4 separate regions of the Mus musculus genome follow, and all the other regions are linked to region 1. A link is a contact called in public Hi-C, HiChIP or PLAC-seq and promoter capture Hi-C data. All regions are on one chromosome and are shown on one strand. Each heading gives the region's core, a stretch centred on a gene start, on an enhancer-like site or on the middle of the called end of the contact. The rest is flanking DNA. Distances are from core to core; before and after follow the strand shown.

Region 1 (7,606 bases), core at 2,047-4,546:
GTGGCCAATACATTTGGCATGATTAATGAGTGGAATTTGTGGCAGCAGGAAAAAAAAGTGCTTTTTAGTGGAGGAATCTTAAAATCAAAAACAGTGGTGTGTGTACTCTTCTGCTCTTTGGTAAAGGATGACTTTATGCTACAGGTGGACTTTTTTTTTTCCCAAGGTGGCCTAGAGCCTTAAAGCCAAAATGCGACATTTACATCTCTTGATTTATAGACTTCATAACCTTTACTTAAGAATTTACACAAAGTCAACTCCCAGTGTTTCTTTTCTAAGTATGTCCGTACTTGAACAGTTAGAAGACACAGATGCTATTAACAGCCCAGACTGGGGATGACACTCCAAGGCCCATGGATAGCAAACAGATACAAACCTAAAATAAAACTGAGGCCTGTTTGACTGATCAACTGTATTACATCACAGCAGGCCCTTAATCTTGGTGTTAGCCACATTTCACAGCTAGGTTTGTCCTCCAGCGCACTCTGAAGCCCACCGGGAAGGAGAGGGCATCTCATCAGTATTCCTCCTGATGGATTGTTGCCAAGACAAACGAGCTTACAAGCAGCCATGAGAAGATGAGAGCTCTTTAAAATAAATCCACACGAAGTTCTTAGCAGGCAGGAATCCATCCCTATCTGACTCTAGAACTCTGAAGCAGACATTTAAATAACTGTGGACAAATTCAGCACTCGGTCTATACTGCCCAGCTGTCAGCTTCTCAGGGAACCATGGAGAAATATGCCAAAGGAAGCAAAAGCCTAAAGGTAGACCAGGTATAGGCGTCATTACGTCATTACTGTGAATCCTTCCAAGTGTTCAGGATGCTTTTGTTGGTGATGCATTTGCCATACATGGAACCAGTGGGAGCCATCAGTAACTAGAGCTCAATCTGAACCTGTGAGGACAAAGGTCAATCTTCAATAAAGGTTTGGGAAACATTTGGCAATAAGGCATAGTCCCAGACAAGGGAACGATTCTGATCTCCAACCATTATTACTGGTTAATCTTTCTGCTCAACTCCGTGCAAAAGCCCGGGAACCTGTGTGATTTCTTATACGTTTCACCATTATACTGTATTTAATACCAGTTTATCAACGGAGCATCTGGGCAGAAATATCTGAACACATTTATCACATATAGCATTGTAATTATTTACAAGAAATCTACATTACACATGGGGAGGGGGGAGACAATCCCTAAAATTAAGAAAGTATGTATCCTCTGGGGTGCTGAAATTGGTGAGATATCTCAGTGGGTAATGCTATAGGAAAGGCACCTGATGAAAAAAAGCAATGCTACAGGACTCCATTTCTATGACATTCGGGGGGAAAAGGTGAAGTGTGGTGATGGAGTCAAGGTCAAAGGTCTCTCAGTCTCAAGGGTAAGAGAAGAAGCAACCATAAAGACAGTAAAGGAATTGGGGAGCTGTTGTTTCCTGCTTCCAGGACTGTGAATCCATAAAGCTTACAGAATTCAGCACCCTTAAAGAGCGGCTTTCACTGTATGTAGATTGAAATTTTAATTCAAGACTATAAAAGCTTCTCATGGGCTACACTTTTCTTTCCCCCATTCAGGAAAATTGTCTTCTGAGTATTCTGATTCCTTCTGCTTATCATATTCAAGATTTTAAATTTAGCATCAGCGCCAGCTTTTCCATAAAGCCTTCCCATGAGTATGTTTCCTCATATTCTAGCTCTTTAAAAGGAATAAGCATTACTCAGAGCTCGAATCTTTATGACTAAAACATGTCCTCTCCTTCCTCCAGTTTCCACACCCATTCCCTGACACGATTTTATGCCTCCTATCATGCAACTTCTGTGTTTTTGTAGTCTGTTACAGTGTTATGTTAATAGACATTAACATTGCATTAATATCACATTCTCTTGTGATTTGCTTTTTCATCCAACACTGCCTTCAAGATCGTCCATTCACTCTTAATTGCTGCCCTGTTTCACTATAGGAATGTACCAACTCGCCGCCGGTTCACTGCAGTCTAAGAGCTCTCTGAACTGTTTCCTGTTGGGCTGGGAAGCACCACCTACATATTTCCCTCCAGCTAGAGCAGGAGCAGCTCAAGGGCAGAAACCGTTCTGAGCTGCTTGCTGTTTCTTTTCCTAATTTCCGTGGCACCTGGGAACTGCCAGCCACGTGAAGCGCTTTGCCTGGAAGATATTGCTCTGTTCTCGGCACACAAAACGCCCTCGATTCAAAAAAAAAAAAAAAAAAAAAAGTGTTCGGTAAATAATCTTAGCAAAGTGCGTGTTTAAATTTGCTAAGCCCTCACTTGTCCACCGAGTAAGATTTAAGGGGAACCTGCTGCAATTTCCTCTAGAAAGTCCTGAAGGTATTTCAGGGCAGAAGTAGATCTATAAAACAAGGTCACGCCACAGTTCCGGTTCCTCCTAAGAGGATCTCCAAGCACTCTAAAAGCGCGGTTTTCGCGACGGTATTTTCCCCAACTTTTAAAGGAATCCAGGTCAGTTCAGTGCGTTATTCAAAACTTGAAAATGTTTAGGGCGGCTTGGAAGAGCCTTGGTCACAGTCTGCGTATGCATAATACTAGCAAATTCGCCTTCTCACAGAATTATTTTTCCTTTCCGTAGGTCCCAGGTCATGTTTCCGTACCTACCATTTAACTTCCCACCTCAAGCAGGTCCAGCGCCACTGGTCGTACTGCTAGCCGCACTTCCCAACCTTCCTGCTCCTAAGAAGATATAACACCCTTTGATCTCCTCTCCAGTGCTTTGTGGCTTAAGGAACCTTGATGTGCAAGACAAATATGCTCTGTAACTGTGCGCACGCGGAACCATCTATCATCACCCTGCCTTTAAACATGACCGGTACTTTGTGTGTTTCAGAGAAATTAATCTGCTGTTTAGTGGAAGAAAACCAAGGCAAAACCATCTTCCTGCATGCACCGTCTTCTTGCAGACTCAACAGCATTTTCAGTGTCTCGGGCTCCCGCTCCGTAAACCACAAACTTGACCTTCGAGCGGATTTCAAAAGCAGAGGTTTCCTCCCTCTCCCTCTCTGGCTCCTATGGAGCGCCTGGGCATACTTGTGGGTAGCAGCTGCATGTACCAGAGCTGGGAACTATACGTCGAGGAGACTTGGAGATACTAGTGGGCGGCAGGGTGGGGGCTGGGGAGCGAGGCAAAGATGGGCGGGAGGAGAGGGAGAGAGGATGGGGTGGAGGGGGAGGATAGATCTGTCTGCATATGCATGAAGCACCCAGCACTGCCCTCTTCCCAAGCAGCTGCTGTGTGGGAGGCGGAGGAGGAAGGGGGAAGGGAAGGACTAAGATGGGCGGGGCGGCAGAAACTGCCTTTAAACTGGACCTCGGTTTGGAGGGCGAAAGAGGTGATTTGCATGGCGTCCGGTGATTGGCTGAGGTCCGAGGGCTGGGTCTGAGAGGCGGCCTCTGAATGGTTTAAGGAGAAAATCTCTGAATTCTGATTTCTAAAGTCGGGACCGCCGGGTAGATGCAGTATGCAATCAGGACGCAAGGAGGCGCGATGTCCTATCTTTGTTCTGCTTAAAAGGTCTTTTTCCGTCCTCCTTCAGCCGTCCCCGCCCCCACCCCCACGCGCAGACTCACGCAGAAAGTGCAGAGAAACCCTGTGATCCAGTCAACTGGCACTGCCCCGTCTATTAAGAAAGATGAACGCTCCTTTCTCTTCCATCTCCTTCATGGGAGACCACTTTTCATTTCAGATTATCACATCAATAAATATTCTTCGAGGAACAAAAAAGGCACTTTGCCAAAAGATAAAAGAATATATGTGAAATGTGTGGACTGTAGAGAAAGGCACTACACGAAGGCAAAAGAATAGAAGCACATATGTAAATAACGCACATAATCACATCAAGAACACAAAACACAAGGGCAGATACAGACAGGGCACCCGGAGAGAACGTGGGCTGCTCCCAAGGTCCTCAGAGTCTGCATGCTTCCCACACGCAGAGGCACACACCCGCTGATGAGCCAATGATCTTCCCCAACACACAAGCACACACACATAACACACACCTCAGAAAAGGCATTCACGCGAATTCACACGCAGTGAAAATTTTGCAGAGGAAATACTAGAGCAGAATTAAATGGTTTATCCCCTCCCCCTCCAAAATATACTCAAGCAAAATGATTCTACTTGCATATTACTAATACACGCAGGGCACTGAAAGGAGGAAAATGGCTCCAGTTGGGGCACACAGTGGAGAATACGTGTGTACAATGCATACACAGACACACGCGCGCGCGAGCATCTGTGGGCGGGACACACCCACAGCCTGTGTCCTCTGCCCATGGGCACAGGCAGAGGACAGATTCCATCAGCAGCGCTCAGTACAATTGTCGGAAGAAGAAACCCACCCTATTCGGCAACTATGAAACATGTCAGAGTGCCAAGGGTTTCTAAGACCCAGATCAATACATTCTTGTTACAAAAGTGGTCAAAAAAATAATTGATGCATCTTAGATAATTGAGTGCTGTAGCATATTCGCTCAAACAATACTTCGAAATGACTTCAGCCTGAAGATAGCTTTCTAAACTGAAAAAAAAAAAAAAATCCCTAAGAAATTAGATGTTCATTTGCTTTCTCTTGTTTTTTTATTATTATTATTTTTAAATAATAGTATGAATGCTAGTAGAGACAGCATTTTTCTCTTCCTCCAAAAGAGGGGAACTGATTTTGTTTTGTGAACCCAGGAGCTTTCCAGTTGGTTTCCCAGTGAAAAAGGTGGCAGGAGGGTCCTCTGCTTACCCTCCCAGCCAGACAGCACCACAAAAGGCATTATTACACATCCCAAATTGCAAGGGCTGTCTATATATTTACGAATCTGTTCAAATATTTAACCTCTTAACTTGCTAAATACCCCCTCTTCTTCCTTTCTCCTCTGCGCTCTCCCTCTCCCCCCTGTCTGTCTTCTCTCCAGTCCTTTCTTTTTTCTCTTTCTCTTTCTAAAAAGGAAAGGCATAGAAAGCCCCTTTCTGGAGTTCTTGGAGTGACTGTCACAGTCTCCACCTGACACTGTTTTACTAACGATTTCCTGTCCTAACAACTGTGGGAGCCTTTTTGTTTGTTTGTTTTTTGCAGTCCCAAAGACCGAGTTTGAACCCTCAGTTACATTTCTTAAGTAGAAGCGTTGAGGTTGTCCGCACCCCGCCCCCTCAGCGCAGCTTTTTAACAACTCCTAGGGAAAGCTTTGCCTACATCCGAGGGAGCTTACTGACACTCTACAAATCTCCTGATTCCCGACCCTCTCGATCCCCACACTCTTCATTCGGGATAAACGCTTCTTTGGGCCACCTCTTTCCTGTCAAGGGACGAGTAGAGGGACGAGTGCACAGGAAGAGATCTTCCAAAGACAGCCTGAAATTTTCGTTAGTGTGGGGTGAACAGGAGCGAGGCGCACGTCTGATGCTGGGACCGTCTGGGACCACCACCACAGAGAATCTCAGCCTAAATCTTCTTTTACGGGTCAAATAACGCATTCTAAGGGGCAGAGCAAACTGCGAAGGTATCTGGTGGTGGGCCTTTATGCAGGAACATAAGCTTTCGCAAACATCGAGGTTTCCTTATGTTGATGGGTACAGTGTGGGTACAGCGTGGGTAGAGCGTGCGCACAACAGACTGTGGAACTGACCCCTCACCTCCCAGGCCGCTGCCCAGCCCAGCTCCGCAGGCGGCAGCCCAGGAGAGGGTTCCCATCGATGGATCAATCCACAGATCCATTCCCCCAAAGTGCTCTTGCCTCACCTAGGACTTTCTCCCGTGACACCATTTAAAGTAGCCTGAAAGTGCTTCTCCATGCCTTTGAGGGAGAGGGAGTCTCAAAGAATGTCGGGAAAAGTAAAATAAAATAACAGTGCCGAAAGGAGATTGACTCTCAGCGAATTTCCTCTGGCCTAAAAAAAAAAAAAAGAGAGAAAAGAAAAAGAAAAAAGAAAAGAAAAAGAATAACTTTATTTATAATCCGCTGCCAGCCTTATTTCAGAGAAGATGAAACAATGAAGGTGCAGTTTGGCCAGACAGTAAGATGAGTTTTCATTTGCCCTTTGTTCAATGGTAGGTACATACCAGTTTCAAAGAACTTCGGGGATCCCTCAGCCTGCAAGGTAATCCAGCTCCTAGCCCGCATAAGCATCTTACAGACAAACAGCCCTCAGCCCTGACACTTGCCCTCAGCCAAACTCAAGTTAGGATCACACCTGTCAGTGGTCCAAGAAACTCTCGCCCCCAGAACACCCCAGCAGCTGGACTAACTTAGTGAAAAGCTAAGCTCCCCTCAGTATGGCAATGAACTTTGCTCGCTGCTGTCGGGAGCTAGCACGCCCGCATCAACAGCTCTCAGGGCCCCGCCAAAGCCTTGAGCAAAAGGATAACATACATATTTTTAAGTGGCTTACAAATAAAAAGAAACTAAAAAGAAAAAAAAAACCCAACAACAAAAATAAAAACATTTATGCTTGCTGAAGAGGATGAAAAGCTGTTTGAAAACCAACCAGAACACAAGTATGTTCCCTTTGTGTGCTACATTAGAGGTGGAAGCACACTAGTACTGCATACCGTAGGCACACCCTCTAAAATGTGTGGGTTCGCAGGACTGTATGATTGTCCACCTACTGCTCAAGCCCAGAAGAAAACTGCTACGGTTACTGTTGTTCTAGTTTCTTATCAGAAAAGATATTCATTTGAACACATTATCTAAATCTGCGTAAGAATGAAGGCTGCTTGTCATGCGTCCTTCGTTTTCAGTAATGTGTGCCACCCAATTAGAAGCAATTTAGGCAATCAAGACCGTAGGAGAGAAGAAGGTGTTAAAAATAGGTTTTCTAAAGCCTCAGAACTCTAATTTGGAAGAAAATCTAAAATTACATATGTAACGTTTCTTTACATAAAATAAATACATAATCTGGGAGTCTCTTGTTCCTTTTTCCCTGGGGTCCCTCTCTCTTTGCCTGCCTGGTTCTTAGGTATTCATAAGAGAAGGGAAGTGTAAAGATCAGAAGAAAAGGGTCTGAGGTTTCTAAAATACCTAAAAGATCTGGGAAGGGCTTGGAACAGTTTTTCCCTGGCTTCTCTCTGTCACTATGTCCCCGGACCTTGGTTTTCTGACCCTATCTGCCCTGGCAGGAAAACCGCGGAGAGGTGTGGGGAGACCTAGGGACCCCCTTTCAGGACTAGAGTTCAGAGCCACGGGTTCCCTAGCTGCTTGGGGAAGGCGGACTGGGGAGGTGTGCTCTACGTGTTGGCAGAAAGTTGAGAAAGAAATCAGCACCTTCTGAGGCTTGGACTGGCAAAAAAGGTGAAGATGTATTGAAAGAAAGGGGAAAACACGAAGGTGCACGTGTCCACACAGAAGGGAGAAGGCAAAACTAAAAGATATAAAAGAAATGATAGCCTCCAGAGGACAAGAGAACATGCGACTTGGAGATGTCACTTGGCACTCATTTTTTTCTGAGGTCTCATAGTCTGAATGTGCTATTATGGGGTGAGAGTGAGAATGGAAGGAACTGGGACCCAATGGAGGATTTAGGCACACTCTTCTTCGAACCATGCCTGCCTACCAAGCACCCAGGCGATTTTTATTTTTCCAGCC
Region 2 (7,606 bases), core at 3,471-5,970, 940 kb before region 1:
GAGACCACTGGATGACAGCCAACAAATTTCTAATCCCTCACATTTTTGAATTTCAATTGATTAGGATATGTTCGTAGTATTAATTTTCATATTAAGAGATATTAAGGAAAAGTGATTGTCACTTCCTGTTATTTTTGTTGTTAGAGGTGGAATTTTATTTGTGTGGATTTGTCAAAAGATTACTTTCTTGCTTTTTCTAGGGTGTATTTTTGCTCCTTGTGTTGGTGTTTTCCATCTATTATCCTTTGTAGGGCTGGTTTTATGGCAAGATATTCTGTAAATTTGGTTTTGTCATGGAATATCTTGTTTTTTCCCGTCTATGGTAATTGAAAGTTTTGCTGGGTAGAATAGCATAGGCTGACATCTGTGTTCTTTAGGGCCTGTATGACATTTGCCCAGGATCTTCTAGCTTTCATAGTCTCTGGTGAGAAGTCTGGTATAATTCAAATAGGTCTGCCTTTATATGTTACTTGACCATTTTCCCTGACTGCTTTTAAAATTCTTTGTTTAATGCATTTGGTGTTTTGACTATTATGTGTCGGGAGGAATTTCTTTTCTGGTCCAGTCTATTTGGAGTTCTGTAGGCTTCTTGTATGTTCATGGGCCTCTCTTTCTTTAAATTAGGGAAGTTTTCTTCTATAATTTTGTTGAAGATATTTACTCGCCCTTTAAGTTGGGAATCTTCATTCTCTTCTATATCTATTATCCTTAGGTTTGGTTTTCTCATTGTGTTCTGGATTTCCTGGATGATTTTAGGAGCTTTTTGCTTTTTGCATTCTCTTTGATTGTTGTGTCAATGTTTTCTATGGTATCTTCTGCACCGGAGATTTTTTCTTCTATCTCTTGTGTTCTGTTGGTGCTGCTTGCATCTATAACTCCTGATCTCTTTCCTAGGTTTTCTAACTCCAGGGTTGTCTCCTTTTGTGATTTCTTTATTGTTTCTATTTCTATTTTTAGATTCTGGATGGTTTTGTTCATTTCCTTCACCGGTTTGATTGTGTTTTCTTGTAATTCTTTAAGGGATTTTTGTGCTTCCTCTTTAAAGGCTTCTAGCTATTTACCTGTGTTCTCCTGTATTTCTATAAGGGAGTTATTTATGCCCTTTTTAAAGTCCTCTATCATCATCATGAGAAGTGATTTTAGGTCTGAATCTTGCTTTTCCAGTGTGATGGTGTATCCAGGACTTGCTGTGGTGGGAAAATTGGGTTCTGATGATGCCAAGTAAACTTTGTTTCTTTTGCTTATGTTCTTATGTTGCCTCCCACCATCTGATTATCTCTAGTGGTACCTGTCCTGGCTACATCTGACTGGAGCCTGTCCTTCCTGTGATCCTGGTTGTGTTAGAACTCTTCAAAGTCAAGCTCTTTCTGTGATCCTGTGATCCTGAGATCCTGAGATCCTGGGTGTGTCCAAGCTCCTAGGAGTCAAGCTGCCTCTGGGACCCTGAGATTCTAGTGTGACCAAGCTCCTGGGATCCTGGGCATATTAGAGCGCCTGGGATTGGAGCTTCCTCTAGGTGTTGTGGGACTGGCTGCACAGTTTGTGCCCAAGGTCTGCTCAGGGCACAGGCCCAGACAGACCGGAAAGAACCCATGCCACTGGTCTGGCCCAAGGCAAGTCTTATAAAGGACAACATTTAATTGGGGCTGGCTTACAGGTTCAGAGTTTCAGTCCATTATCATTAAGGTGGGAGTGTGGCAGCATCCAGGCAGGCATGGTGCAGACAGAGCTGAGAGTTTTTCATCTGAAGGCTGCCAGTGGGAGACTAATATTTCCATTTCCTAAATAAAAATTGTCCTTCAGTTTTTACTCATGAAGCTTCAAGAAGTTTATTTGCATCAGGGAATTTAGGAGGTTATAAGAAGATGACACAGAAGCACAACATGAAATAGAAATTAGCAGGAAAAAAAAGTAAGAGAAGTAGAAAAAGAAAAGAGGCCAAAGAGAAAACTAAATGAATTAGGAACATTAGTTTTGGGTATACTAAAAGGACACAAACCATAAAAGATAACAGAGATCAAGAAAGTGTGTGGGCTAAAGAGATGGTTTAACAGGTGAGGGCAATGGTTGCTCTTCTAGAGGACCTAGGTTAAATTCCCAGCACCCACATGGCAGCTAACAACCATCTTCAATTCCAGTGTCTGAAGTTCACTTCTGGCCTCCATGGAAAATGCACAATGTATTCTTCTGGACTCAGCAGAGAATGCATACACATGATACACAGACATACATGTGGGTAAAACACTCATGCAAATAAATTCCTTTAAAAGTGTGTAAGCAGTAGTAAAAGAAAAAAGGACAGATTTTCCTGGAACTTCAAATAAGAAATTATATTATATCACCTACACACACACACACACACACACACACACACACACACACACACACAGGGCCATGCATGCAACACATATACAGACTTTTCAAATAGACTTATTATTTCCTTCCTGCTGATAAGAAATTAATTTCCAAAGATGTGCAATGATATAATATAATGTTTATGCTTTTAAAGAAAGGTGCTATGTTAAAGGCAGCAAGCAGAACTGAGCTAGAAAAAAAAAGATGGACGATGAGTTGTTTCTGCAGTGAAGATTTCTAATTATACATATTTAAAAGTAACTGGGAGACAATATGTGTCTAAGAGGTATCAGGCTGTATTAAATGTGGATATTTGAGTGCTACCTAATTTTGGGAAAAGGAGAAGGCAAGTTTGTGATTGGAATTGGGAGCCTGACCTGAATTTTCAGGAACAGGGCATAGAAAAAATTGAGAAGATTGATAAATAGAGGTGGTGATAGATAACCAAACAGTCATTTCAAAGACCTGAATTCTAACTCGGATGGTTGATATGAAGTTGGGGTGTTGCACTTGTGGCTCATGAACTAAACAGTAGTTGGGACTTTAGAGTACATTTAAAAGAAAATCTGCTCTAAGGAGGCTGCTGTAAGAAGCAGCATTTCGTTTTGATTTTAGCGATTATGAATCTGCTTCATTTTGTTCTCCTTTGCTAGCTGGTTTAGAATACAGACCTTAGCAAACCAATACCCACATTTTACCCATCCACCGAATGAATGATACCTGTTCTTTTTACAGCTTTTCAAGTTTCTGTATATTGCCTCCTTAATTAGTATACTATGTTATAGCACAGTAGTACTCAAATTAAGTGTGTCAAAAATCACTGGAAGGACTCATTTAAACACAAATGGTGCATTTTCTGATTCAGAAATTCTCAGATAAAAATTTCTTTTACACCTAATTGGTCAGTTTAACGCTGACTTCTAGCTCCCTTATACAATTTACTTTCACTTTCTCAGCTGACACTTTGCACAAGAGGCAAGCACTACTACTGTTGAAATCAGTTTGATTGTTATAGATTGGGTATACAGGAATATGGAAATGTCCTGTCTGTACTTTGTCATTTCCCTTAATGGTACTCCTTCCCTCTTTCCCTGGTATTCTATCTCAGCCTCTTGCTATTCTCAGCAAGTTAGCTTGGTCAAACTTAATAGAGAAAGTATTATCAATAATCAGTTGCATTCAATGTGACACTTTCCAGGGAGAACAGAAAAGCTAGTACAGTACATGAACCCTAAAGGGCAAATTTCTAACACGGATAAATTTCAAGCAACCAGCATGATCTCTCTATATGAATGGCTGCTTATATACTATCTGCTTTCATATTAGCAAACTATAGATTCAAGGGTGCCACATACAAAAATATCTGGAAAAAATTCCACCTGCATAAATTTTTGTCATTATTCTAATAATAACAAAATAAATGATATTTAGATTATATTAAGAGTTGTGGATAAGCTAGAGATGATTTACTGTGTAAATGGGAAAATGTGCCCAAATTATTTAAGATAATAATTTTGTAACTCAACAGGCCCCTGGAACCTATCCCCAGGGAACATGAAAAGATAATTCTAACAGTTGAGTATGTGTTTATGAATTTATATATACACACAAGTACGGGAAATAAAACTTTTTCCTAGGGTTCATAAAGGGTGACATTGATCTGTCAAAGTTTAGACATGTAGTGTGTCTTTGGTATGTGTTGCAGATTTTTGCATACAAACTAGGACAAAATATATTGGTTTATGACTTCGGTGGCACTTTTCCTCTAAATACTACATTCCTTCTCTGACAGCCAAACATGTGAGGGAGACATTCGGTGAAGAGAACTTATGTATATAATGGTAGCATTGACTTCTACCTTCATACTCTCCATGGCTTCTTTCAACCGTTGTTTTCTCAGGTCCAAGGATCTAGGCTTAAATTATTTCACCTAAGTTATACGGTGATTTATAGCATGCGACGGAAAGGAATAAACTATGAATACTGTTTTGATTTTTGTTGCCGACTGTACGGGCAGCTAAGGCCATTTTTCTACAAGTTACAAAGCAGTGAATGGACTTCCTGGCGTCATCCTTTCCTTCTCATCGCCCCCTCGTCCCTCCAGTCCCTCGGGCCTGGAGATGAGCTATCTTCCTTCTCTCCCTGTAAACAAAGCCGTGAGAGGTAGGCCTGCACCGAGCCCGGTGGCGTGGAGGGACGGCCGCACCACACGTCCCGCACCCTTCAGTGGGAAGCTGTGCCACGCCTCCGCGCGCGCCCGCCGCTTCCTGCCCAGGCTGCTTTTCCTTCTCCTCTGTCCGGACGCGCTCCCGGAAGGCGCCTGCGCAGAAGCCCCCGCTCCGCCCCTCCCTTCTTCCCGGCCCCGCCCTTCTTTCTCTCCCGGGTTTCGCTCCGGAGAGCCGCAGGTAGCCCGCAGCGGAGTCGGGCTCTGCGGGCCCGCCCCCTTCCTCGGCCCCGCCCACTGCTCCCGACTCCAGCCGGCGGAGATGAGGCTACGGTGGCTCTGGCATAGGCAGCCCCACTGGTGGCTGCGGTGGGGGCGGCCGGAACCCGGGCGTTGAGGCGCGGCGGCGGCGGCGGCCGAGGCGGCGCTGCCTCAGCCGCTGCAGCGGGCTTCCCTTCCTCTTTAGCGTAGCCAGGAAGTTTGGCGCCCCTGTGCATGTGTGCGCGTGAGTGTGGGTGTGCGCGGCGAGGTTTGCCTAGCGTTTCTGCAGGCGCTGGGTTTTTTGCCCGCGTCGCTTCCCGTAAGCCAGCCAGCAGCCGCGGAGCTTGGGGCTGTGGCCCGGGGAGGGGGCGCGGCGGCGGGCGCTCTCCTTTTGTTGTTGTTTCCTCTGCCTGGAGAGCTGAAGGGGGACGCGCCTGGGTGGGGCGGCTCGCAGCCCGGGCCTGCTGGCCCCCGGGGCTCCCGGGCGGCAGGGTAGCTAGAGGAGAGCGGGCTTCAACATGATGGCGGCCGAGGCGGGCAGTGAGGAAGGCGGCCCTGCGACGGCGGGCCCCGGCGGCGGCGCGGCCACGGGCTCCAGCGCCTACTCGGCAGCGTGCCGGGTCAAGTTACCCGCGGCCCTGCCGGTGGCAGCCGCCCCGTGTCCCGGGCTGGCGGACGCCGACTTGGTTGCGGCCCTCGGTGGCGGAGCCGCGTCGGGGTCCGGGTTCCTGGGGACCGGGCCGGTGGCCGGTGTCTTGGGGGGCGCCGCGCTGACCGGCAGTGCTGCTGCTGGCGTGGCTGGTGCTGCGGCCGCCGGACCTGCGGGAGACGTCGCTTTCACCAAGGGGACTCTGTCTTTGCCTGCTGAGACGCTCGGGCCGGGCGGCGGATTCCCTCCTCTGCCGCCGCCTCCTCAGCTGCCCCCTTTGGGCTCCGGTTTGGGGACCGTGGATGAAGGTGACTCCCTGGATGGACCAGAATACGAAGAGGAAGAGGTGGCCATACCGCTGACCGCACCTCCCACTAACCAGTAAGTCAAACTGCTGTTGAGGGATTGTGGAAGCTGGCTCCGTGTAAGAAGTGGGAAAGAAGGGGCAACGACACATACCGTGCTCCTGCCGCTGTGATTTGTTTGACAAGTTTTGAAGTTTCAGGTTCCATATATAGGGATTTAATTTGATCAGTCATTTTCCCCTACAGGCACTCTTCCTGGCGTCTTCGTATGTTTATTGCTCTTTTGGGAAGACGTAAAAGTTTTTAAGATGGGAAGCATGGGAAACTGTATTCAGTGGGAACCGGATATGGTTCTGCCCCTTCCTAATTGAGATAGTGTCCGGGATTCAGCAGAACTTGGCACTATAAAGGCAACCGCTGTCTATTGTAACTCCAGTGCTCCCTGCTGAAGTCAGAGGCGTTGAGTACAAGTATTTAAATGACTATATTAATGTAAGTTGCAAATTCATAGGTCAGAATGTTTTGTTTTTACTGCAGCTGCAAACTCCTACTTAATGTCTGCTGGAAGCGTTGCGATTCATAAAAACACTAGATCTCTTTAGAGAAGTGGAGAGAAAAAAAAAAGTTCTGTGAATTACAGACGTGATTAAGAGCCCCCAGACTGAACACTAACTTGTTCCTTAGAATTATTAGATTTATTTATTTACATATAAATATATGCAATATGCAAATATGTTTTATATATTTATTATATCCATGACACTAAATATATTAAATATTTTTCCTTTTAGCATTTTGTTAGTGGAAATTAATTTGGTAGTTGATTGTGACATGATCAGGGCAAATGGCTCTCCCTCTAAAGTTAGAGTTCTCTCCTTAAAAGTGTTCTTTTCATAAGTGAAATGGGTATGTATTTATAACTGTAGGTTGATCTTGATGAAGGGAAAGTGTTGAGATGGAAAGTAGTAATAATAGGTCAGAAATGTTTTATAGATCTTTCATATCAATCATAATTGACCCTTAGAATTTCAATAGCATTGGTGAATATTAGGGAAAAAAGATTCGTTTCATATATTGACACTTTCTAAACACTTTAGAAGTTTTCTTTGGGAGGGTTAGCTTCTTTAAGAGGCTTAAGAAATGACTTTAAAATAACCAGGGAGGCATTTTGTAATGCGAGTACACTTTTGATTAGTATGGGTATTGTATTGTATCATAATGTAATTTGAAAATGCATTGGTCACAAGGCTTTGTTTTTGATGCATTTGTAAATTTCAACTTAGGTTTATTTTGATACAACCAGGTATGGTGAAAGGATGTCCTGTTTCTTTTAATGTTATTTGATACAAAGAATAACTTTTCATTCAATATTTTTCTCTAATTTGTATCTGTGTATTTCAGTCTGTCAGAAATGTTCTGAAAGGCTTAAAAAATTGCAGCACACTGTACATACTTTTGAAAACAATTATGTTTTTATTATAATAAAATACAGTATTTAATGCTGAAAGAATAAAGTATTGTGCCATTTTTGTAATTGAGTTAGGCATATTTAGAGTCTGTTTTTTAAAAAGCCATTTGAAGTTTTAATAATTTTATTTTATGGGTATGAGTGTTTGCCTGCATGTATGTATTTGTGCTGTGCCAGCGTCTAGTGACAGAGGCCAGAAGAGGGCATCGGGTTCCCTAGACCTGGAGTAACTGGTGGTTGTGAGCAGTTCTGTGGGTGATGGGAACCAAACACTGCTTTTCTATAGGAACAGCAAGCACTCTTAACTGCTGAGCCATCTTTCTAGTCCCAGGATATTGCTGTTAAATTATTTCTAATAAAGTCATTTTTTTGTTTTTTAAGACAGGCTCTCGTTCTAGTATGAG
Region 3 (7,606 bases), core at 2,246-4,745, 840 kb before region 1:
TTTTTTTTCTATTATAGTCTGCCAAATAGTTTGGGTCCTATTTAGTCTGCAGTTAGGAACTACTTTAACCTCAAAGATAACTCTAACGTAAATACCATTTTGCTACTTGTAAAGAATAAAAGATCTTTTTCCTTTCTGTAGGCTTCCATTTTTTCCTACTGATGGTGTCCTTAGCCATGCAAAAGCTTTCCTATTTCATGAAGTCCCATTTATTAACCTTTGATCATAATGCCTAAGCTAAGGAACTCAGGAATTTGTCTCCTGTGCCAATGAGTGCAAGCAGTTCCCTACTTTCTTTACCCCATCTGCACATGAGTTTAGTGCAGGGTAATATATATGAGTCTATTTGCAGACAGCCACTTAGACCAGCACCATTTGTTGGAAGATGCTTTTTTCCCCCATTGCATGGTTTTGGCTTTTTTGTCAAATATCAAGTGTTCATAGGTATGTGGGTTTATTTCTGGGTCTTTGATTCTATTCCATTGATCAACCTGTCTGTTTTTATTCTAATACCATGCAGTTTTTATTACTATTGCTCTGTAGTATAGCTTGAAATCAGGGAGGGTCATACCTCCAGAAATTCTTTTATTGTACAGGATTGTCCGACAGAGGACTAATATCCAAAACATATAAAGAACTCAAAAATTAGACATGAAAAAAATCAACTAAACCAATTAAAAATGGGGTATAGAGCTAAACAGAGAATTCCCAACAAAGAAATCTCAAATAGCGGAGAAGCACTGAAAGAAATGTTCAACATCTTTAGTCATCAGGGAAATGCAAATCAAAAAGATTCTGAGATTCCTTCTTACACCCATTAGAATGACTAAGATCAAAAACTGAGCCGGGCAGTGGTGGTGCACACCTTTAATCCCAACACTTGGGAGGCAGAGGCAGGCCGATTTCTGAGTTCGAGGTCAGCCTGGTCTACAAAGTGAGTTCTAAGACGGCCACAGCTATACAGAGAAACCCTGTCTCGCCAAAAAACAAAACCAAACAAACAAACAAACAAAACTGAAGTGACAGTCACCAGCCACATACTGGTGATGATGTGGAGCAAAGGGAACACTCCTCCTTTGCTGGTGAGAGTGCAAACTTGTACAAACACTTTGGATATCAGTTTGGCAGATTTTCAGAAAATCAGGATTAGTTCTACCTTAAGACCCAGCAATACCACTTCCCGGCATATACCCAAAGGATGCACCACTATACCACAGGGACACTTGCTCAACTGTGTTCACAGCAGCTTTATTCATAATAGCCAGAAACTGGAAGCAACCTCAAGTGAAAGGCCAACCAATGACTGGCTCAATTTGAGACCCATTCCATGGGAAAGAGCCAACCCGACACTATTACTGATACTCTGCTGTTCTTGCAGATAGGAACCTAGCATAACTGTCTCCTGAGAGGCCTCATCTAGCAACAGATGGAAACAGCTGCAGAGACCCAGAGCCAGACATCAAGAAGAGCTTGGGGAGTTTTATGGAAGAGTGGTGGAATTGAGCAGGCCAGAGTTGTAAAGGACTCCATAGGAGGGTCTACGGAGCCAACTAATCTGGGCCCATGGGGCTCACAGAGACTGAACCACCAAAGAGGGCTGGATCTAGCTCCCCAACCCTCCACATTTGTACCACATGTGCAGCTTGGTCTTCATATGGGTCCCCTAACATCTGGAACAGGGGCTGTCTCTGACTCTGTTGCTTGCCATTGGATCCCCTTTCCCAACCAGAATGACTTGTTGGGCCTCAGTGGTAGAGATGCTTAGTCCTTCTGGGGCTAGATGTCACAAGGCAGGGTGGTACCCAAAGGAGGAGGGGCTTCCCCTTCTCTGAGAAGGGAAGGGAGTATTGGTCAGAAGAATTTGCAAACGGCAGGAATGAGAAGAGGTGGTGTGCTATTGGGATATAATGTGAAAAAAAAATTATGGAGGAAAAAGAAGGGAAAAGTCTAGTTCAATTCTCTCAAGCCAGCTAACAAGCATATTCTTCTCTCCCATCACTTACCACAACAGACCGTGGCATAGCTGGTTTAAACACTGAACAGAATTCCAATAATCTTTTTTCATAGTACTTGCAAAGTGTCAATTCTTCATGAGGCTCCAGAAACACTGGATCATTTGGAAGAACCTTTAGACAGAGCAGACATTTCAATGTAAGGTCAGTGAATTCATTGTAAGACCGTCTTATCTGTCCTGCTTAAATTGGACTTATACCACCAACAAAAAATAGACCTGAAGCTTTCTCTCTTTGTTAAGTTTACTAAGCATCAAGCAAAATATCTAGGAGAAGAATAAGCAAAAATCAATAAACTGAATCTAGGCTTTCATTTTACAAGTTCTCAAACTGTCAGCTGGACATTTTTAAACAGTCATGACAGAGTATGTGTCAATTCACTCCCAGGTTTGATACCATTATTTGTAAATTAAAAAAAAAATACATATTTTCATGGGTTGGAACTCTCCCAAAGTAGCTTTTGCAGTAAATCCATATGTCACCAAAATTAAAATAACTCAGTTCATTGTCTACCTGTTTTGTTGGTACAAATTTTATTTGCCTGAAATTTGTAGAAGCTACTATAAAGTTATCCAGGGCCGTACACAGAAATGAATGGGAGAGTTGTAGGAAGACCTGGATAGAGGCCCATAGAACACGCATTACTTGTGTCAACTATTTTCTTTCCTTGTACAACCTTCTGTGTGAAGGTTGTTTCTGGAAAGCAGATCCAACAAGCCATCATCCCCCCATTTCAAGTCTTTGAAAAGTTCCTTTCAGTTTTGGCAAGAATTTCAACCGCCTTACACTTCCGCTTACAAAGTTGCTTGTGCACGTTCTTCAACCACTGCTGCAGAGGTACAGCTTCATCCATGAGTGACCACCAGCACTCCAGGCACTTGCCTGCCAGTCTGACTTTCCACTAGACACCAGCCTATGTGTGTGCCCTCCCTCCTGCCATCTACAGAGAATGATTTGTCGTGACATCCTGCAGGACAAGTGACCAGTTCGAGTCCCGCACTAAGTCCGCACTCTTCCAAGGCTCTTGCCAGTCCCCAGGATGTCACTCAGACCTCTGCCACCGCCAGCCCCGGACTTGGCTGTCGCGTCAGTCCCTGTCTGCACTGACACAGCCAGGCGAGCGCTCTACAGGCTTCCAGCCTGCAGGCAAAGCGGGACTTCAGGAGAGGTCCCAGGTTTAGGGTGGGCACAGGGGCTGGCTCGCGGGGACCTCACCTTCCCGTTAGCCACAGCTTTGCACTTGAATTTGCGGTTGGCGTCCGCCCGCAGGCGCGCCAGCTGCTCCTCGCTAGCGAAGGTCCAGTGCCGTTTCTGGCTGCTGCTGTGATACATGCTGTAGCCCTCACGGGCCGCAGGGCCGCGACAAAAACAGCGACACTCCGAGAGACAGCGACCACGAGCGACGGCCAACGCGCGAACCCCCGCCCCCGCCCAGACCGCGGACGCGTGCGTGACGTCCCGGTCACGTGCCAGCGTCTGCTCTGGAGTTTCCGGAGCCGGTGGGAGGTGTTCCGCAACGAGGGAGGGCGGAGCCTCGGGGCTCCCAGGCTTTGGGGAGGAGTCTGAAGGGCGTGACCCAGGAGGGTCAGAAAGTGGGCGTGGCCGCAGGGATCCAGGTTCCAGAGGACGCCTGGGCACAAAGAACCATAAGCCTTCATTTCTTTATTTTTTATTTTTATTTTATGCCCATTGGTGTTTTGCCTGAATGTATATCTGTGTGACAGCTTCAGATCCCTTGGAATGGGAGTTTCAGACAGTTATGAACTGCCCTGTGGGTGCTGGGAATTGAACCCAGTTCATATGGATGACACAGTCAGTGCTCTTAACCACACATACACACACACACACACATATATATGTATGTATGTATATATATGGATGGTGACGTGGTTATAGGTAAAAGTGGGAGGTGAGCACAATGGATTCTGGGAATATGGTGGCTATTGTCTTGGCAACAGGTCTGTGGGTCTCGCCTACATGATGTCACGAGTTTCAGAGGTCCTGATACCAACAGGGAGAGCACAAAGCAATCCCCCCACTGCCATAATTTGTGCAGTAGAGTTTCCTCTCATTTTTCCTGCCTTTCTCAGCTCCTTATTGTCTCATTATATACTAGAAATCCATATTTAGTTCATGGTGGTTTCAAATTTATGATCCTCCTGCCTAAGCCTCTCAAATTCTGGAAACACAGCCATGCATCAATGCCCTCTTTACATAATCTTTAGGCCACATTTTGCTGCATCTAATTGGAGATTATTCAAACAAAATGCATTCTAGTCTTCCTAGAAAAGGAACAAGTAAATTAACAGCTCAATGACAAAGATACTACTGTTTCATTGGACACCACCAAGACATAAATTATTAACTGGAAATTTTTCAGTGCTTTTTAAAAAAATAAACACAAATGTCTTTGTACAGCAGTTCTTAAACTGTGCTATGTACTATTTGTAGACAGACTAAGTTTTTTGAGCACCAATATAACTTGTAATCCAAGAGTTGTAATCAAAGATCTGGCTTTACAGAGCATTTATTGCCTCTTGGTCTTCAAAGAAAGGTTTTATGTACTTCACTAAAGTTACCTGCAAGACCGTCCTCTGCCACATATGAGGCCAGCACCGTGGGTCAATCAATGTGTACTCTTTAGTTGGTGGTCCAGTCCCCAGGAGCTCCAGGAGGTCTGGCCTGTTGACACTTGCTCCCTCCATGGGGCTGCAACCCCCCATCAGCTCCTTCAGTCCTTTCTCCAACTCCTCCACAGGGGACCCCTGAGCTAAGTCCAGTGGTTGGCTGCAAGCATCTGCCTCTGGAAGAGCATCTCAGGAGACAGCCATATCAGGCTTTCATCAGCAAGCACTTCCCAGCACTCACAATAGGGGCTGGGTTTGCTGGCTGTATATGTGATGTATCCCCAAGTCAGTCAGTCTCTATCTCGATGGCATTCCCTTCAGTCTTTCTCCACACTTTGTCTACATATTTCCTTCTGTGAGTAATTTGTTCACCCTTCTAAGAAGCACTGAAGCATCCACATTTTGGTCTTCCTTCTTCTTAGGCTTCCTATGGTCTGTGAAATGAATCTTGGTTATTCTAAACTTTTGGGCTAATATACACTTATCAGTGAGTACATACCTTGTATGTTCTTTTGTGACTGAGTTACCTCACTCAGGATGATATTTTCAAGTTCTATCCATTTGCCTAAGAATTTCATGAACTCATCGTTTTTAGTATCTGAGTAGTACTCCATTGTGTAAATGTACCACATTTTCCATATTCATTCCTCTGTTGAGGGACATCTGGGTTGTCACAATGTAGGGGAATGTGAGGATGAGAAGACAGGAGTGGGTGGGTGGGTGGGTGGGTAGAAGAGCACCTTTATAGAGACAGGAGAAGGGGGGGATGTGATAGGTGGGTTCCGAATGGGGAGACCTGGAAAGGGGAAAACATTTGAAATGCAAATAATGAAAAAAAGATATCTGCAAGAGCACACATAGTGCTGGGAATTCTTTTCTTGCTTTGGGGAAATTTTCCCATTTCTTAAAGTTTTATCCTAGAAACCCTAGGACAAGGAGAAAATTAAAAGAATTCAAGATTGTGTTTTCTCAACAGGAAAGGAAGAAAAGGGGACCAGAAGAATAAGGGATCAATTTTACTTATATAACTTGGAGTAATTTTTGCATGTCGGTGTGTGTATGGTATATGTGTGCATGTATGTATGCATGTATACATGTGTCACATGCATGTAAAAGTCCAAAGTTGATGTTAGGTATCTTCTTCAATCTTTCTCCATTGTATTAATTGAAGCATCACCTTTCAATGAAACCAAAGTTCCGCATTTCCTGCTAGGCTGACTACATACTCCCCATCTCTGCATTAAGAGTGTTGGGCAAGGTTACAGGTGGCTAACAAGCATACTAGTTTTCACTTGAGTTTTGTGTATCCTAACTCTGGTCCTCACAGTTGAAAGACAAATGCTTAATCCACTGGGCCAACCTCTTATCTCCAATTTAGAGTATTTTAAGTTGAATCTTGATTACATTTTCTTAACTTACCACCTTTATTTCATCAACACAAAGTTTCTGATTTTGGTGACACACAATAAAGGAAGTTAAAGAAAAATAAATAAACAAAGCCAGGAATGGTGGTGAATGTCTAAGGAATCTGTGTTCAAGGTCAGCCTGGAACAAAGCAAGTCCCAGATCCAGGCTTGGTAGTACACACCTTTAATCTGGGCTACACCTTCTGCTATGTAAGGACATTGGAAGAAAGCAGGAGGATCAAGAGTTAAAGGCCATGATATAATGAGTTTAGGTCAGTCATGACACTCCTATCTAAATCTTAGTTTTTAAAAGAAAGTGAATTACATTTAAGCTCACAGAAATAATATGTACTTTAAAGTTTGATGTGATTCTATATTCCTTTAGCTACTGATTTGGTTTCTAACATTTTTTAATATAGACCTACAAATTATATTGTGAAACCAATAAATCCATTACAATTTTATTTTTCTACCATACAATTAACATTGATTCTAAAATCCTTTTCTACTTTTACCCCCAATATTTTTCAATTTTTTTATTGGATATTTCCTTCATTTACATTTCAAGTGCTATCCCAAAAGTCCCCTATACCCTCCCCCACCCTGCTCCCCTACCCACACACTCCTGCTTCTTGGCCCTGGCATTACCCTGTACTGGGGCATATAAAGTTTGCAAGACCAAGGGGCCTTTCTTCCCAATGCTGGCAGACTAGGCCATCTTCTGCTACATATGCAGCTAGAGACATGAGCTCTGGGGGGGGTACTGGTTAGTTCATATTGTTGTTCCACCTATTGGGGTACAGACCCCTTCAGCTCCTTGGGTACTTTCTCTAGCTCCTCCATTGTTACCCCCAATATTTTAAGTTACCACTAAGAAAAAACAAGGAGATGTCTATAGCTAATACTTTCTCCAAAATACATCAAAATAAATGGAAAAGAAAGAAAAGAGGTAAAGAAATTATCTTTGATCTAAAGGGGCCTAAGTAGCACAGTCTATGAGGCCTACTACTCAGAAGGCTGAACCAGGAGGACAAAACTTCAGGTCAGCCTGGGTAATTTCATACGATTCTACATCAAAATAAGTGAAAGGGGGGCTGAAAATGGAGCACATATGGCTGTATGAGGGGCAGACCACTTACTTGACCAACCCAGAAAATACGGGGTTCAGACTCCACGACTATAATAAAATATGGTAATTAATAAAAAATAAATGGAAGTATCTTTCATTTTGTATGATAGCCCAAAACTGTTACCCTTTTTTTTTTTTTTTTTTGACTATTTAAAATGAAGGGTAAACCTTGCCACCACATCTTCATTTCAAGAGGTCGTTAGGCCTAACTTATTATGATGTTTGGTGTCTGTAACCCTGTCTAATTTGCCCACCAAATCTTCCATTTGGAAACCTACCCTGTTGCACTTAGCTACTAAGGCTGTATGTAGTCTATCATGTCCTCACAGCTTTCCCGAGCCCGGAGCAAAATGGAGGATTCCCTTTTCTTAGTGGGGCTTCTTCTTCTCTGCCTGATCTGGTGAGCCTGACCCCCATCTTCTACCTGAGGAA
Region 4 (7,606 bases), core at 2,192-4,691, 820 kb before region 1:
AGCCATTGTTAAGGAAGCCCAGAGCATGTAACACCTTCTGGAGCCTGAGGTTCAGCCCTAAAAAGTATTGCTATAAATTTAATGTTATTAATTAATCTTCAAAATACTACTCTAAGCTTTTTATCAAAACTACTGCTCTGGGATGGTGAAAAACATGGCAAGTTCTACCGCATACATCGAGTATGAAGCCCATTACCATGATTATTGTACAGGGAAGTTGGTTACAATAAAGTTTAAACAATGGATAAAGTATCATGTAAAAGTACTGAATGCAAGAAAAGCAAATCCATATCCCAGGTAATTGTAGCCCCCACTGCAAAGTCTATCTAGAACTATCCATTTTTTTTCCTCCTTCTGCCATTATCGCACACTCTTCCATCCACTCCCATCCATAATTTCTGTATGTATACCTGTATGAAGTAGAAAAGCTAGGAAATTTTTCCGTATTGCAGCTCTTTTTTTGCATGGGTCACACTTTGTACTTCATTTAGGGCTTGTAGGACCTGAGTCTAATTACAAGTCTAAAATCAAAGAAGAGATAAGTGCAATGAAGTGGGTCTTGAAACGAATCCACAGTGACAGTCATTAAAGCTGCTCAGACAGTGCAGACCTGGTAGTTTTACACTATAATATTGAGGTTGATACTGTGAGCAAAGGGAGTGAAACTTCCGTTAGCAAAGAATAAACTTTAGGGGCTCAATTTCAGCAGTTTTTTTCCTGATCTTCTCACTCCTCTTCATCCCATATTATATGATATTATTTCCTAACCAGTGCCTTCAGTTTGACATAAGTGCCCCATGAGGCAGGAAGTTGAGCTTCGGTTACAATTTAATCAGACACAAAAAGTAATTCAGCATCTTATTTTCAATAATCTCAGACTGTAGGTCTTCATCAAGACACGTGCAGTACCAGAGTTATTAGGAACCAGAGGACACCATAAGAACATGACCCACAAAATCAGCTGACTGAGACTCATAGGGGCTCACAGAGATCAGAGATCCTGTAGGTGTCTGACTTAGGACCTTTGATATGTGTTGTGACTGAATAGCTTGGTGGTCTTGTGGGCATCCTAGCAGCAGGGGTGGGTGCTGTCTCTGACTCTTTTGGCTACTTGTAGAAGTAGGGGAGGGAGGGAAAACAGCAGTCAGGATGTTATACATGAGAGATGAATGAGCGAGAGAAAGAAAGAGAGAGAGAGAGAAAGTACTCAATGTGTCATCTTTTTCTGTTGATGACTTTTCTTCAGTGTCAGTGAAACAACCAAAACTTTCACTATATAGTTTCTGTTTTGTCCTCATTTGCTTTCCATTGCTGTGATAAATACCCTGACTAAAATCAACACAGGGAGTAAAGGGTTTGTTTCATCTTATGACATATAAACATCATGAAGAAAAGTCAGGACAGGAAATCAAAGCAGGTATCTGGAGAAAGGGACAGAAACAGAGATTGTGGAGGAATGATGCTTGCTGGCTTGCTTTTTTTGATGACTTGCTCAGCCTTCTTTCATCTAGGCCCACCTTTCTAGGAGCTTAGGTAAGCCATTAGAACTTCCCACAGTAGACTAGGTTCTCCAAAATCCAGAGGACCCTTACATTTGCCCCTTACACTTGCCTACAGGCCAATGTGATAGAGACATTTTCTCAGTAGACATTCCCTCTTCTTGGATGACCCTAGTTTAACAAAGTTAAACAAAGTTAACAAAAAACAACCAACACAGCTTCCAAGAGGTGTTCTAGATTGTGTTCAGAGTTACCCAGCTCTCAAATTCTCGTAATTGGCTGGCTCACGGTATCCAACACATATACTTTATTTTTCTCTATTACCACTTCACACTGGTCCATTGTTGTGATTGAGCATGTGTTTATATAAAAAATTGATGAACATAGTTATGGATGCTGAGAAATCCTATAACCCAATCTTCTTTCTGTAACCTCCAGCCCAGGAAACAGTTCCATTGAGCACCTGAAGTGCCAGGAATCATGAGAAGCAGTCATGACAACAATTGTTTTTGAACATGAAAGAGTTAGTTGGACAGGGAGAGGAGTTATCATTTAAGTGCTCCTCCACCAGTTTCCACACTCATTTGCTTGCTGTCATCCAGCACTGCTTCCAGGCTACAGCTGTGGATACAGAGCACTTGACCTGCAAGGCCTAAAATATTTACTCTCTGACCCATTATAGAGTACAGTTAATTCAATGCTGTCCCAGGAGACTGGTTTTGAGAGTTTAGTATGTATACAAGTCACCTGGGGGATCTTGTTAAAATGCTGACTTTGATCTAGGAGGTCAGGCCCCAGGTTTATTCCCATCTTGCTCCCCAGGGAAGTCATGCTATTAGGTTGTAGACTACATTCTCTTTCTAGATTTTTCTCTCTTGTCATAGCTCCTGACCACATCGTCTTTCAAACTTATACTTATTTGAGTTTCTTTAGGTCCATTGAGCTTAAATCCCAATTACTTCTATGTCTCTCTAAATTGTTCTAGTGATGATAAGGATCATACATCTTCCAGCACAAAACTATTACAAAATAAAATAAAAATCTTTGCATTCATATATTAAGTCAGACTGTAGGGTTGATATTTAAGCTTTCTGCAAGCCTTTAGAAAGCAAACACTACACTTCAATTATGAATGGAGAAACTGCTTACTATGCAAATTGCTGGGTGACCAAAGAATTAAGAATATGATATTAATTTCTCTTCTTAATCTCATTTTCAGAATTTTCTTGAGGAGATATCAATAAACTGTAATAGGCAATCATGTATGAAAGTTTACAGACTATGAAAATGGTTTATTTTGTCACTAAGAATCATACACTCAAGCCTTTTAAGAGAAATTTTAAGTAGTTAAGCAAGATGAAGAAGAATTTTGACAGTAAAAATTAGCCAATTTATTTTGCTTTTCTTCTAATCAACAGAAATTTCTACCTGAACTATTTCAGTATATCTTGAGAATAAATGTAATGTGATTATAGGCTACTTGAAAGGCATCCTGGAGACATAAAAAGCAGTTTTAAGTGTTTGGCATTTCAAAAATCCTCATAGCAACTCTGTATCTCTACCAAAAATTATATGCAACTCCACTTCACTATCTAACACATTTAGATGAAATAAATGCAAGTAAATACTCTTTTCATAAATGTGCCCAAAGAAATGTAATAGAGAAAGTATACACACACACACACACACACACACACACACACACACATTCAGGTCTTGCAGTATTTGAGCTCTAAATATTCTAAGAGTCAACACATTTGTCCTTTAATCAACATAATAGTTTTGGGTTTTTAGTTTGTTTCTATTAGCATTCAATTATTAAAAGTAGCAGGATCAGAAAGAAAAAAAAAAAAGCAAGCAACCACCTTGATATATCACAGTTTATCCACATGGTGGAGCCATGTGGCTTAGATCCTGGAGGTTCCAGATTTATTATTCTCATCATTGTGAAACAACTAATTGTAAACCGAGCCAATCAAAGTCCTACATGTAGATTTCTCGGCTACTATGTGTTCTGCTCTCCGAAATCTCTCACTTTAGCACACTGAAATGTTGTTCTGACCCAGTCTGCTTTCAATAGTAGTAGTTCTCAGACCTGGGTTTTGCACTAAAGCCAAGTGCTTACCTGGACAGCTTTTAAACTCTGTCTACTCCTTAGCCTAAGTGAACAGGATCTTTCCACGGTGATACATGGGCAGTGATGGATTTTAAGGCTCCACAGGTAGTTCTATAATGAAATTGATGCTGCATACTTTACTATTGTAAATGTTCCAAAAAAAAAAAATCTAGTTGCATTGTATTTTTGGTAAAAGCATTCACTGGCTCCCTCACTGACTCAAAGATAAAATCAACCTCTTTCACATGATGAGCAGACCTTCTATAACATCTGACCATTTCCTTCCGACTGTCATCACCACTCTCACCTACTTCAATCTGTGCAAACTCAGCCTATAGAATTGCTTCCAGATTTCTAAACTTCAGACTTGTCTACACGTCTAAGCTTGTGCTGATATGCCCAACAATGAATAGAGTAGATAATTATTAATATTTATTGAATGGCAAAATTAAAAATATAAATCAGCTCTCTTATATTTAATGCAGGAATATCTATTTATGACAAACACATCTTAAATGTTTGCTTACCTTTCCATGGAGTGGAGTACAGCATGTAGCATCTCATCAACCAGCAAACCTTGCATAGATTTTAGGGATTCTATGTTCTGCCAACTGACTCAACTTCGAGGTAACATTTGAAACCTCCTCAGGAACCGCTGCTCCTCCTTTATCTCTTTTCTCACTCTAAATTTAAACTCTAGTACCAATGTTTGAAGCAACAAAAGCGTTGCTTGCATGTGAATTATGCTCCAGGCATTCTTTCTGAATTTGTAAGACCCTGGACAGTCATTCGGAATGTTTGCTCTGATAATAGTTCTCGTTCTAGAAATGCTGTCATGCTATCAACCTTTATCATTAAGGCTGATTTCCCCTCCCCACCAACACACATATACTGAGGGCTGGGTATCAAACAAAAGTGCTCTATCACTGAGCTTCAAACTCAACCATGTAAATAGATTTAAATGTCCTGTAAATCAGAGACAAACTAGTAGATTGAAGAAAAAACTGATATAAAATACTAATATACCTTCCTGCCAATGCAGTGATTAAAAGGCAGTAATTAATTTTTTTTTCTTGAATAACCAGATCATGTAGGTAAAAGTGCTAAGGTCCAGAATAATAATGAGGTCCAGAAAAGTCATCTTATTTCAGGGAAACAAGATATGTTACTCAGGGCTCTCTAAAGAAACATAACTTATAGAATAAGTGGAATCTTACAGGCTGTAGTCCAGGTAGTCCCAACAATGGCTGTCTCCTGGCTGACAGATCAAGAATACAGTAGTTGTTCAGTCCACAAGATTAAATGTTTCAGCTATCCCAATTTGGTACTGGAGTCTCATGGAGGTCCTAGATTGTGGGCACTTTTCAGTCAACATTGGAATTTCAAAGAAGTAGGTTCTAACAGCAGTGAAAGAATGACTTGGGAACAGAATAGATGAACTTGTCATTGAGAGTGAGGAGAAGCAGGCAAGAAGTTTTCCATGTCCTTTCAAGTGAACCAGAAGGTGTGGCCCAGATTTACAGTGATGCTTCTGACCTCAAATAATACAACCAGGAAAAAATCCCCCATAGGAGTGTGTCAAGCTGACAACAACAGCTGTTACATAAGGGAAAAGCCTTCCAGCCTTGTGGTGGTTTGAGTGAGAATAGTCCCTAGAGGCTTACATATATGAATGTTTGGTTCCTAGTGCGTAGAACACTTTGGGAAGGATTAGGATGTGTGACTTTCTTGGAGAAAGTGTGTCCACACACTGGTGTGTAAGACTTTGAGGTTTCAGAAGCCCATGCCAGGCCCAGTCTTTGGCTCTCTGTCTATAAGTTACAGATGAAATGTAACCTCTCCATTACTGCTCCAAAACCATGCCAGCCTGCCTGCTACTGTGCTCCTATCCCATGATAGTCATGGACTCACATTCTAAAGCTGTAAACAAGTCCTCAACTAAATGCTTTCTTCTTTAAGTTACCGTGATCATCGTATCTCTTTACAGCAATAGAACACTAAGACAAGCTGAAATCCATATTTGGAATATGGACAGCATTTATACACAATAATAACCAAGAGGTTTTGCTTTTCTAACGTAAATTCAAACATGCTGCTCAAAAAATTAACTTGTGTTTTTGTGATGTTGAGTAGTCTTAACACTATTCTTTAGTAAAGACAATAGATACTAGTAAATTTTATTTACTTATTCATTTTATTTTTATTGGGATAGGTACTCATGAAGCTTAAGCTGGTTTTAAACTTACTGTGTAACTGACAAAGACTTTGAACTCCTGATATTCCAGTCTAGAGCTCCTAGGTGCTGGGAATTTTATTGCTTTTAATTACTATATTAGAAAATTCATACTTGGTGATATGAATGTTTTATGGTTGAAGGTCCTTGGACATTGGGATGTGTACAGAATATATTTTGTTTATATAGAGCAAGCATATATATATATATATATATTGAAGCTTCAGAGTCATGCTTATAAAACGTAGGGGCGCCGGGTGGTGGTGGCGCACACCTTTAATCCCAGCACTTGGGAGGCAGAGGCAGGAGGATTTCTGAGTTGGAGACCAGCCTGGTCTACAAAGTGAGTGCCAGGACAGCCAGGGCTACACAGAGAAACCTGTCTCATAAAAACAAACAAACAAAAAACAAACAAACAAATAAAAAAATCACCCCAAAAACATAGCGGCTTTTAGATATATGGGTTCTGGTTTCCTATGTAGCATTCAAGTTGCATACTTGAACAACAACTTACCTTCTTTATAAAATATAAACTAAAGATGCTGATATAATCAATTCACAACTTTAAATGAAAAGGACTTTCAGTTGTTTAATATATTGCTGTTGATAGACTCTTTCTTGTCCTCCTCTTCCTCTTCCTCCTCCTCCTTCTCTTCCTCCATTACCGGTGCTTTTTCTTTCTTCTGGGATTAACATTCTGCTGTTAGTAATGGTTGCTGATCATAACACACTGTGATGTGCTATGTGTAATACAGGCTTAGGATATCAACTCTACCTACTTGTAATTTGCCAGAGTTGTTAATACTTCCAGAATATTAGAGGATGATAGGAAATTCCTAGGTCAGAGACAAAGGACTTAATTTCTCACAGCACAGCCGACAACATTGAGCCCCAGCATACTTACATGATTCTCCTTGTCAAGTCTCTGAGACAGGCCAAACAAATACGTACACATACAGTGGGCTGCTGAGAGAGTCCAGAAACCAAGAGCTCAATGTCTTATTACAGAAACTGCTTGACATCAGTGTTTATATTTTAAAATCTGGCATATAGAGCAAAATCATACAGGACATGGAAGATATTTCCAAGAGTGTCCAGGCATTGGCTCTTCTTATTCAAATCCAGGAATTATTTCTTTAAATTCTTTTTTATTAAATGCATCATGTCTGACGAATTTCTCATCTGCCATTGAAATAAGAAGGCACATTGAAATAAGTAAGCCAACACTATTACTTACAATACCTCTCCTATCCTGTTTCTTATACTTCTCAAATTCATGACCTCTTCTTAATTACTTATTAATTCTTTATATACATATAATTGTTCACACACGCACACACACACACACACACATATATACACACACACATATACAAATATATATGTGTATATGTATCAACTCACCAACTTACCAAGTCGATTTGGTGTTGCTCTTGAGAAGTAAGACCTTGTGATAGAGTTCCCCACCTGTGTTGACATATCAATTGGTATTGCCATTATACAGGTCTTATTTGGGCAACCATTCTGTTGAGATTTCATAGGTGCTGTTTCCTGTGATGTCTAGAAGATATTATCAGACAGCGGGTATCCTGATCCTCTGACTCTCACAGTCTTTCTGCCCCCTCTTCTGTGATGCTGACTGAGGCTTAGAGGTAGGGTTGCAAAAGTTCTACCAGGAGAGGTGGGACACCTCATGATCATGTTTTCCCTCTGTATTTTAAGCCACAGGGTCTTACCTCTACATGAAGTGCTACAGGA

Evidence for each region. Promoter capture Hi-C pulls out the DNA fragments that hold promoters and counts their contacts. Hi-C and Micro-C count contacts between places; a contact is called where the count stands out from the background. HiChIP or PLAC-seq counts read pairs in DNA pulled down with a chosen protein or histone mark.
Region 2: a contact with region 1 is called in a Hi-C map of cerebellum, with 4 times the contacts expected there. The contact joins the promoter of Rasa1 here to the enhancer-like site in region 1. A contact is called at or near these places in 1 of 484 Hi-C or Micro-C datasets (cerebellum) and 2 of 115 datasets of contacts at active chromatin or transcription factors (astrocytes and embryonic hindbrain).
Region 3: a contact with region 1 is called in a promoter capture Hi-C map of hippocampal neurons, with 3 times the contacts expected there. The contact joins the promoter of Ccnh here to the enhancer-like site in region 1. A contact is called at or near these places in 1 of 39 promoter capture datasets (hippocampal neurons) and 6 of 115 datasets of contacts at active chromatin or transcription factors (astrocytes, embryonic forebrain, embryonic hindbrain and 3 more).
Region 4: an H3K27ac HiChIP or PLAC-seq map of VIP interneurons shows a contact between it and region 1, with 4 times the contacts expected there. The contact joins two enhancer-like sites. A contact is called at or near these places in 11 of 484 Hi-C or Micro-C datasets (cerebellar granule neurons, cerebellum, cerebral cortex and 5 more) and 8 of 115 datasets of contacts at active chromatin or transcription factors (VIP interneurons, astrocytes, embryonic basal ganglia and 5 more).

The regions. Positions count from the first base shown.
Region 1 is chr13:84,343,926-84,351,531 of GRCm38.p6, reverse strand. Gm41011 (a long non-coding RNA gene) reads right to left here. Exons shown (of 2, transcript XR_873707.3): 1 at 2,633-7,606; 2 at 1-898. Among named protein-coding and RNA genes, the nearest start is that of Gm41011, 3.8 kb to the right of the region's middle. Within about 2 kb of position 3,296, at least 244 of the 459 cell types and tissues checked have an H3K27ac peak or open chromatin away from gene starts, as enhancers often do. A contact at or near this core is called in VIP interneurons, astrocytes, cerebellum and 4 more, where this site is marked.
Region 2 is chr13:85,286,600-85,294,205 of GRCm38.p6, reverse strand. It overlaps Rasa1 (RAS p21 protein activator 1), which reads left to right and starts at 4,720. Exons shown (of 25, transcript NM_145452.3): 1 at 4,720-5,810. The coding sequence starts at 5,299.
Region 3 is chr13:85,185,274-85,192,879 of GRCm38.p6, reverse strand. It overlaps Ccnh (cyclin H), which reads right to left and starts at 3,495. Exons shown (of 9, transcript NM_023243.6): 1 at 3,228-3,495; 2 at 2,004-2,126. The coding sequence starts at 3,344.
Region 4 is chr13:85,160,751-85,168,356 of GRCm38.p6, reverse strand. No RefSeq gene overlaps it. Among named protein-coding and RNA genes, the nearest start is that of Ccnh, 25 kb to the left of the region's middle. Within about 2 kb of position 3,441, at least 13 of the 459 cell types and tissues checked have an H3K27ac peak or open chromatin away from gene starts, as enhancers often do. A contact at or near this core is called in VIP interneurons, where this site is marked.